2 separate regions of the Mus musculus genome follow, and region 1 is linked to region 2. Evidence: chromatin contacts called from public HiChIP or PLAC-seq data. All regions are on one chromosome and are shown on one strand. Each heading gives the region's core, a stretch centred on a gene start, on an enhancer-like site or on the middle of the called end of the contact. The rest is flanking DNA. Distances are from core to core; before and after follow the strand shown.

Region 1 (4,608 bases), core at 629-3,128, 660 kb after region 2:
GCCCGAGCCTTGGGTGTACAGTAGGAGGGGCTCTGTCCCTGTCCTGGAGTGCAGGGCAGCTATATAAGGACAGCCATATAAGGGCATGGGACTAGGGGGGAGCCCAGGGGGCTGGGGTTTCTCCTGGCCCCAGCAGAAGCTCACAGTGTGCACCTGCCGTGGATAAACATTCCTGCCTGCTTGCCATTCCTCGGCCTGGAATGGGCTTCCCTTTCTTGCTGCCACCGCATACCCTCTAACAGGGTACTACGCCTCACCTGCTCCGAAAGCCTAGCCAGCAGCCCCGCCCTCTCCAGTCACACCGGACCGGCCCTAGAGGGCACAGGGATAATAGTGCCCATGTGGGAATCCGAGTGGCAGGCCTGAAAGCATGGAGGTACGGCAAGGAACAAGAGGCGGGGTTGTATGTGTGTGTCTGAGTAGTAGAGGCTAGAGAGCCATCTTGCACATCTTTCTCGATTGCACCCCACTTTATTTTCTGAAGCAGGGTCACTCGGAAGCTGGAGGTCACTGATCTGGCTAGGCTGGCTGGTCCTGTCCCAGACTCTTGGTGCTTGGGTCAAAACCACAAAGTGTCTCACTGTACTTTGCACATGAGTGCTGGGCAGCACGGCTCAGGGTCTCAGGCTTGTGTGGCAAGGACTACACTTACTGATCCATCAGCCTTGTGGGTGGGTTTTAGGTGTGTGAACGAGGCAGCAGTTTGCGGAGGCTGTGCATCCTCCATGAAGCCCAGAGGACAGAACAGGGACCAAGCGATAAAACCTATGAGGCAAGAAATGACTTAACTTCTCTTGCCCAGAGACCAGAGCAAATCAACGTGTTAGCTAAGCAGGGGGCCCTGCCATTAGGGGGTCTAAGGAAAGCCCAGGGCTCTCTTTCTGGACAGGAGCTGCTCTGGCCCCAGCCACCTCTTACTCTGCATTTCTGTATTCTACCATTGGTTCCCCGGCTCACCCACCTCTGTACTCTGAGACTATGTGTGGTGCTGACTGACCCAGGACTCCTGGGGTATATGAAAAATCACTGCCCGGGGTCCCCATCTTTTAAGCTAGTGTCCTTTGTAACTGAAGAATCTCCTTCACATCTCTATTAACACCAACAAGTGAGCAGCGGCTCGCTCAGGAGAACAGAATTGGGGGTGGCGGGGGGGGGGGTGGAGAGGAGGATTTTAATGTCCACTGATTTATCCCCCTCAGTTCTTCCTTACACATTAGATTTATATTCAGATGTGAACTTTTATTTTTTTAAGCACCGACTTCCTGCTGGCGTGGTGGTACACACCTATGATCCCAGCACTTAGAAAACTGAGGCAGAAGGGAATTGAATTCAAGTCAAGTTTGGGCTACGTACTGAGACCTTGTCTCAAAAAATCCCTAAGAAGAAAAGAATAAAGCAAAGAAAGAACCAACATCCTTTCCTTTATCTCGAGCCTGTCCATCATTCAAGATCAGTTACTCACAACCAGCCTGTCCCCTCCTCTTTCTTACAACCAGGGACCCTCACACAGAACATTTTTTTTCTCATCTCTACCCCCTGGGCTCTGGAAGTTAGCCCAGGCACAGGTATGTACTAGTTCTGCACCTAGATCTAAGATGACCCCCAAAGCCCAGACGTAGGAGGGGGAAGGAGAGAAGAGAAAAGTTCAGGTGTGAACAGCTTTCTCCTGCTTTCTCCCCAACGCTACTCCCAGGCCCAGGCCCCTTCTCCTGGGCAGCCTAACATGCACTGTTATCAACCTGGGTATTCCCCAGACCTGGAAGGTTACAGCAGGCACGGAAGGCTAAGAGCCCAGCTTCACATACCTCAAGGGCTATGTCATGGCACCAGGAAAGGCTCTGAGTCACAGATATGGTCCTTGATCCACCCTCTTAAGACAGTGTATTTGACTGCCAACAAGCTGGCCTCAGCATGAGCAAGCTGGCCTGGGTGACAGAGCAGGGATGAGACAGAGCTCCTGGCTTCTCTAACCAGCGGGACAATCTTGGATGCACAGCACATGGCTGACAGAGAGAAGGTCAGAGGTTCTCAGTTCTGGGTGCTCTGACAGGAACAGGAAATCATTTCATACAGGAAACACACCAGACACCCTCAAGAAAGCTGTAGACGTGAGCCACGGGGCGACTCTACTGTGGTGGGGGACTGGATCAAAGTGTGCACAACCACGGACAACGAGAAGAACCACACAACCCTGCCTAGCGGATCTCAAAATATAACCTCAGGCTTCTCACGAAGCCAGCCAACACCATCTGAACACAAGCAAAGGGCAAGCCGGCTTTTCATGAAGGCAAGAGGCTTGTCACCATGCTGATGGCACAGGCTCTATGAAGGGAGCGTGGACACACCCATCATGGGAGAACCAGCAGATGGCCCTTTCCCACCCTGCTCAATTTACAGGTCACCATGGCCCAGGGAGGTGTTCTGAGCTCGTGTGGCAAGTTGAGGATACATCATACCCCACCTTTCTCCACGTCCCTCCACCTCAGCTAGGCTGGGACCCAATGTCCCTTGCTCCACTGCTGGAACACGCAAATGCTTTGAGAAAAAGAAAACTGAAAACTATTTCTCTCCTGTGGCAGAAGTCAATGCTCCCTTTCTACTTTGAGGATGGAGGCCCAGGAACTGCTCTAAGGACATCCTCCCTGGCCTCTGCACCTCCCTTGGCCAAGCCCTGAGAGGCAGAAATGAGCCTGGCATCTTCCAGATCACTCTACCAAACTGGCAGGTGCAAGAAATGTGCTTTGGTCCAGGCGTCTGCTTGCGTGCTTGCTTGCTTGCTTGCCTGCCTGGCAGCTCAAGGATGGCCCAATCAGAGTGTTGAAGAGTTCCAGAACCAGGCGCTGCCAGCAGGAAACAAAGGCATAGGACCTCCTGGGGATGGAGGGGAGTGGAGTGGTACCTAAGGACGCTGGCAGTGTCTTCATCTCTTCATCTCAGGATCTCTTAGCGTCTATACAGAAATTACTCTACAGCATGAACATCCTATGGCTTCTTCTAAGAGCAGTGTGGCCTCTAGAAGTCAGGGATACCCAGAATGGAGGAACCGAGGTGCAGAGTAGAAATGAGTGTTTGGTGTCACTGGAGCTCAGGGCTTCCTGCTGCGAGGCCAGGCTGGGCTCACAGCCCTCCAAAGGAATGAGGAACAGAGCCCTGGAAAGGAAGACCCTTAGGGCTCCCAACTGGCGGGAAGAAGGTCCTGGTGGTACAAATCTAGTGGACCACATGCTTGCCTTCTGCGCTGTTGGCGTCCGTGGGACCTGGCTCCTGCTGGTCCTTTCTCATCATTTGGCTTTCAAAGTGTGACTAAAGAGACTATCAGCCACATGGTCCCCTTCAGGGGGCTGCTGGGGGGCTCACCATCTGGAGGGCCCCACTGCCACCGATGTTGACTGTCTGCCTGCGGCACAGGGTCGGGTGCAGCGGTGAGAGGGACTTGCCAGCACTCCTCCCAAAGCACACACTGCCTGGTGGCTTCTGGGAAGGGACAGCCATGCCACCAGCTGCCTCTCTGCTCCTGGGATCTGTCTACCCCATACCATCTGGGGAGGGCTAGAACCCAAGACCACGGCTGTGACCTGGCCTCCTACAAGCTAGACAAACAGGCAGAAGGTGAGGCGTTCAGCATCCCAGCTCCTGAAGTATCTGGAGCCCTGGAGGAAATGGTGAGAGGCTGTTCAGACTGGGACAAAAGAGAAAGCTAGTTTACTCATCTTTAGAGACCCAGGCCTTTGTGGCTGACAGCCTCTTGAGGAAGGGGAAGAGTCTGGGTCAAGAAGATGAAGCCACAAGACATTAAACAGCCTCAAGTGAGGATCTGTTACCTTAGAGGACACTATTTGGGGTCAACTGTCCCCAACAGGGCCTACTGTTGAAACTGACACCCAGAGGTCCCCAGCAGGCAAGAATCCAGGGTCCGACCCTGAAGAAGCTTGGGACTGTGGGTCAAGGCTTCATCTGGAAACCTTAGCTTTCTAGAGGGAAGAACTGCACAGGAGACAGAGGAGCCCTGGCATGGTTAAGTAGAGGTTGCACAGTCTCTAATGCTTCTCAGAGGCCGTAGGATAGAGCACCATCACCCCCTGCCTAACATGGGCTATCAGGCCAGGGTCTCTAACTGCCTTACAGCCTATTCCTGTGAGACAGGAAACCAGTGAGGCCCTCACTGTCTTCCTCAGCCTCCCCAAACAAAGCCAGCCCACAGAGAGGGTGCTGAGAGGGGGGCAGTGTGGCAGAAGCCTAATGTCTGGCTGTTTCCTGCTGGCTGGTTCCCCTAGGCAATCTTCCCTGGCTGTGATCTGGTCCAGCACTAAGATGTTTTAGCTAACAACACTATCTCCACAGCTCAGGCATGGCTCAACCCATAGATGGGGATGAGTGGCCAGGGTAACTCTCAGGGAGGAACATGGCCCTGAGTCACACAGCTGCCATGACAGCCAATGCTTGTGAAAACTGAGTGCATCTCTCAGCTGCCCTGGGTATCTTTTCTTGAAAATTGAGGAACAAAAGCAGTCATGCCTTCCTGGGAGTTCTGGGGCTTCACTGAGGTGGTGGGAGTGTGCACCTAAGCCTAGGCCTGGGCCCAACCCATGGAAGGAACTCTGAAAATGA
Region 2 (4,660 bases), core at 542-3,041:
CACCACAGTAGCTCTCTATCCCTTCATGTTACGATGAACCCCACTACCTCCATGCAATTATTTCATTACTACTTCATAACTAACTTTTGCTACTATAAATGTAAATATCGCAATGTAAATATCTAATATGCAGGATATCTGATATGCACCCCCCTAAAAGGTTCTCGACCTACAGTTTGAGAACTTCTGTTCTACCAGCACCTAAGGAGACTGGTAGGTATTTGGTACGCTCATTTCCCTCCGGTCTGGATTACAGAGTACCCATGGGTCCGTGGGGCTGTAAGGCTGACCAATGCAGCAAATTTTCTCGCAATCTTTCCCTTCTGGAAAATCTACTGGTTATCTCATGTCGCTACCTGCTTGAGATGTCTGGTAAGGGTGTCTTGGCCTTTGTCTTGGACTAAGTGCTCAGGAAGAGATAACTCCTGGCCTCTCGGGTGCTCACTGTGTTTACACTAGGTGTTTGCCACCTGCAGTCTGGACTCTGGGCAAAGCAGGTAGAGAGGGTGTGGTGAGCGGGGCATTTTCCGTTTTACAGGTTCTTCGCATGTGACCCCATGTCACTGACGCCTTGCCAGGTTCTGCTCACAGGCTATGGGCCAATCTTGCTCTCTCCAGCGTATAGTTCAGTCTGAGCCCTAGTCATGCTCCTAAGTCTGTTTCACTTTCAATTTCTGGGGAAACACACCACACACACACACACACACACACACACACACACACACACACACACACACACACACACTCAGAGAGAGGGTAGGGGCACCTGAGCTACCTCAAGGCTACAGAGAGAATTAATCACCTGCTCTCTGAGTGTGACCTCAGAAGTCATGAGACTTGCAAACTGAAAAGGTATGTGTTCTGCATTTCGGAAAGATGCCCATCTTTTAAGATTCAATACTTTCTTTGAATCCCCTTCTTTTTTTGGGGGGGGGGGTTCGAGACAGGATTTCTCTGTATAGCCCTGGCTGTCCTAGAACTTACTTTGTAGACCAGGCTGGCCTCGAACTCAGAAATCTGCCTGCCTCTGCCTCCCAAATGCTGGGATTAAAGGTGTGCGGCACCACGCCCGGCTTTTGAACCCCCTTCTACTGACCTCTGGCAACTTCAGTTCCTCCTGAAAAGGTGGAACTTGGGATAGCTCTGGGCCTCAGCATAAATCATAGTGAGTTCCCTAAGCTGCTTGGGACCAAGTAGCTATACACGCGAGCACACACACACACACACACACACACACACACACACACACACACACAAACACACACACACACACACACACACACAAGAGAGAGAGTCATGCACAGGGCTGTGTCCTTCTGCCTCTATGGTCTCTAATAGTCACACACACAGACACACACAGACACACACACACACACACAGAGTCATGCACCCACATGCACAGGGCTGTGTTCTGCTGCCTCTATGGTCTCTAATAGTCACTGGGTCCAAGAGAACCTCTAGGGTGCATTTTTCTTCATGAACTGACCGTGCCAACATTCCCCCACTCTCTGCCAGAATTGTGTGAAGAAAAGCAGGGTAGTGGATACCCCTTTTCTATGAACAAAAGCACCTGTTGGAAGCTCTGAGATCCAGACTGCTGCTGGCCACTCATCTATACTGCATGCAGCCAAGCGTGGCCAGAAGGAGAGGGCAGGGCACCACAAGGCTGTATCTCTGAGCTTTCTACCAGGTCATAAAGCAATTAGCAGAAGGGCTTGGCCCTTCCCACAGTTTCCATTCATACTCCCTTTCTTCTATTCATTCACGAGGCCAAGGAGTTGCGCAAGGGCAGGGATGGGGATCATATCGTATTCCCTTGTGTATTCTCACTGCCTTGCCCTGTGCCTGGCCCCAGACTCTCCGATGAATGGACTCATTCACCCAAGCATTCATTCAACAGGTGTTGGGCCAAGCCCTAGAGGGTGCAGAGAGAGCGGGCCACTACTACTCTTAGCCACATGGGAAGACTCAGTGGCTCAGGAGTGATTTACTGAATGTGATCTGTAAGCCAGGACCGCACTGGGTGCATCTGAGAAAGGATGTGATGAACAAGGTCCCCAGGTCAAGCACATCACCTGGATCCATTCTTCCAACAGAAGTAGCCACTCACTCCCCAAATGGAGGGGAGTCTGGTACCTCTGACCACACTTTAATCTCTCTGGGGTCCCATAACCTACTCCAGGGATCTAATCACGAGGCTATAGTGGTTAGACTTCTCCGTATCAGAGGGCTCACAGCAGCACCTGTGGGAGAGGGGGGGCAGCTTGCCTGAAGAGGCATGTGCTGGTTTTCTACACTGAATGGGAAGGGAGCCTCATCAGGCCTCCACAGGTGGGTGTGGCTTGCATTATGAAGCCCTGGGCTGCCGCTGCTTCACCTTCAAAGGTACCACCAAGCATCCAGGAAGCAAACTCTACACTCGTCCAGCCTCATAGTGGCCACTGAGCTGTGCATCTCAGGACTCTGAGAAGGCAGTCCTCCATCTGCAATGCAAACTCTACACTCGTCCAGCCTCATAGTAGCCACTGAGCTCTGCATCTCAGGACTCTGAGAAGGCAGTCTTCCATCTGCAAGCATAGGACGTGATGCAGCTCTAGGTGCAACGGCACCAATCCAGCCTGGCTTTGGCACAGCACTGGACTGTAGCACCTTCTTTTATACCTCTTGCGCCCAAGCAGAGCCTGCCTCCTGTTTCCTGGCTTTTAACGAAACCCGGGACCTTCTGTCGTCTCTTGCTCCAAGCCTTGACCTCTAGGCACATCCCACCCCGCTGGGCTGCCACTCTGAGATGGTTCCCTCAAGTCCCCCTCCTGTTTCCTGGGCCCATGGCCTCAGGTCAGCGGTCAGCGGTCAGGTCCTCTGGGCCCGTCCTCTCTACACTCCCTTCTTTCTAGTCTTTCAGCCCTGCCAGGCTCCCGCTGTTCTCTCATCTCCAGGCCCCTCACACCGCTTCCTTCCCCCTTTCATCCCTGCCCCCACTGGCTCCCACATCCTGCCCTGGGGCCCTCTGCCTGGCCCCAAGAAGTCTGTCTCCGCTTTGTTCTCCACTTCCAACATTAGCATTCTCAAAACCCACATTTGCATTTTCATGGCTCCTGTCCCAGCTAGACAGGGGTACACTTTGATGCATATATATTTGGAGAGGAGGCTTTCTCCTGCATAGCGGCTAATTTTCCACTTCCATTCAAGTGTGTTCTTTGGTTCTGGCCTGATTTACTCAGGGCCAAGACTGGCTTTAGCCAGCACCTTTAGGCTATGCTGAGGCCTATAAGATAACAGAGAGACATCTCGCCTCCTGGGAACTCGGGGAAACAGACGTCTCACTTCCCACGCCTCCCCCGTCCTGCTCAGAACTTCAAAGCTTCCTGTGAGCTCCATCTGCAGCCTCCCAGGCCCAAGGGCCTTGGCCTCCAGTATTCCCTAGCACAACTGCAAAGACTTGCAGTCAAGGTCCCTAGCCCCGCTGATGGACAAATTCAAGTATGGATCCTAGGATCTGCTTCGAGAGCGCAGGAAGGATGGGACCAAGGCTCACCGGAGAGCCAGTGCCAGCTGTATTTCCCTGCTTACCACCCCTGCCCCCGCCGCCATCGCCGCGAGCCCGAGGGGTTTCCTTTTGCTTCAGAGGCTGAAGGGAAAGTATCCAGGGGTCCGGGAGGCATTCTTGTCTAGGGCTTAGGCTTTGAGGCTGTAAGTGTTTATAAGCCTCTGGGCTGCTGAGTTTCAGCCAGAACCCGAGCAGCCAAGTGCCAAGCAACAAAAAACGAACGCCCTGCCAGCTCTCCAGGGGGTTCAGGGCAATTTTTACAGAGGTTTAGGGAGTTGTGGTTTGCATGGCACAGCTCCTAGGGTTTCATCCCAACTTCAGAGTGATTTACAATTCCAGTCCATTGAGAAACTCGCAACATTCATTCCCACCTACAGCTGAGTTCTTTCACAAAGTGCCCTCGAAGAGAATGCTATCCAGATGGCAAGGAAGCGATCTGGGTGCGTTCTGAACTGGCATGGGGAAACAGAGGCAGGCAATTGGAAACTTCTAGGCTCTGCCTACAGGCAGGAATGGCTGCGGCTGGCAGAGCTTTTGCAGAGGAGACAAAGGAAGATCTTGACTCCCTTGGATTGGTCAGCATGCAACAGCTTGCTTTCGAAACTTCTATTCTGGGTTGTCACCATGAAGTTATGTTGTAGTCTAGAATAAATATGAAATCGTTCCTGCCTGTTCGTTGCTTACTTGTTTAAGTTTTTTTTTTTCCGTCGCTGGAGGCGGGCATTTATTACTTCTGTCTTTCCATTTTACAGATTAGCACGAGGCTCAAGTTAAAGGACCCAAGTGTTACTGAAAAATCTAGAGAGTCCTGGCAGAATTGCCTCTTGGAGTTCTTGGTCTTATTAATAAAGAATATAATGGCTAGATCTGATGTGCCAACACACCTTTAATCCTACCATCCAGGAAGCAGAGGCAGGGGGATCTCTGAGTTCCAGGTTATCCTAGTCTACATAGGAACTTCCAAGCTAGCCACAGCTACACAGTGAGGGTATGTCTCAAAGAAAACAATGTCAAAAAGAATTTTAAAAATTCAACAAGGAAGCTCCAGGACAATTTAATTCAAATTCAAACAAACAAACAAACCCCACCAGAGTGAGCAAGCTGCGAATCTCA

What was found. HiChIP or PLAC-seq counts read pairs in DNA pulled down with a chosen protein or histone mark.
Region 1: an HNF4G HiChIP or PLAC-seq map of pancreatic cancer cells shows a contact between it and region 2. The contact joins two enhancer-like sites. A contact is called at or near these places in 1 of 484 Hi-C or Micro-C datasets (the HL-1 cell line) and 1 of 115 datasets of contacts at active chromatin or transcription factors (pancreatic cancer cells).

The regions. Positions count from the first base shown.
Region 1 is chr6:127,989,868-127,994,475 of GRCm38.p6, forward strand. The region is part of intron 1 of Tspan9 (tetraspanin 9); the gene reads right to left. Among named protein-coding and RNA genes, the nearest start is that of Tspan9, 43 kb to the right of the region's middle. Within about 2 kb of position 1,879, at least 117 of the 459 cell types and tissues checked have an H3K27ac peak or open chromatin away from gene starts, as enhancers often do. A contact at or near this core is called in the HL-1 cell line and pancreatic cancer cells, where this site is marked.
Region 2 is chr6:127,333,865-127,338,524 of GRCm38.p6, forward strand. No RefSeq gene overlaps it. Among named protein-coding and RNA genes, the nearest start is that of Gm52919, 15 kb to the left of the region's middle. Within about 2 kb of position 1,792, at least 136 of the 459 cell types and tissues checked have an H3K27ac peak or open chromatin away from gene starts, as enhancers often do. A contact at or near this core is called in the HL-1 cell line and pancreatic cancer cells, where this site is marked.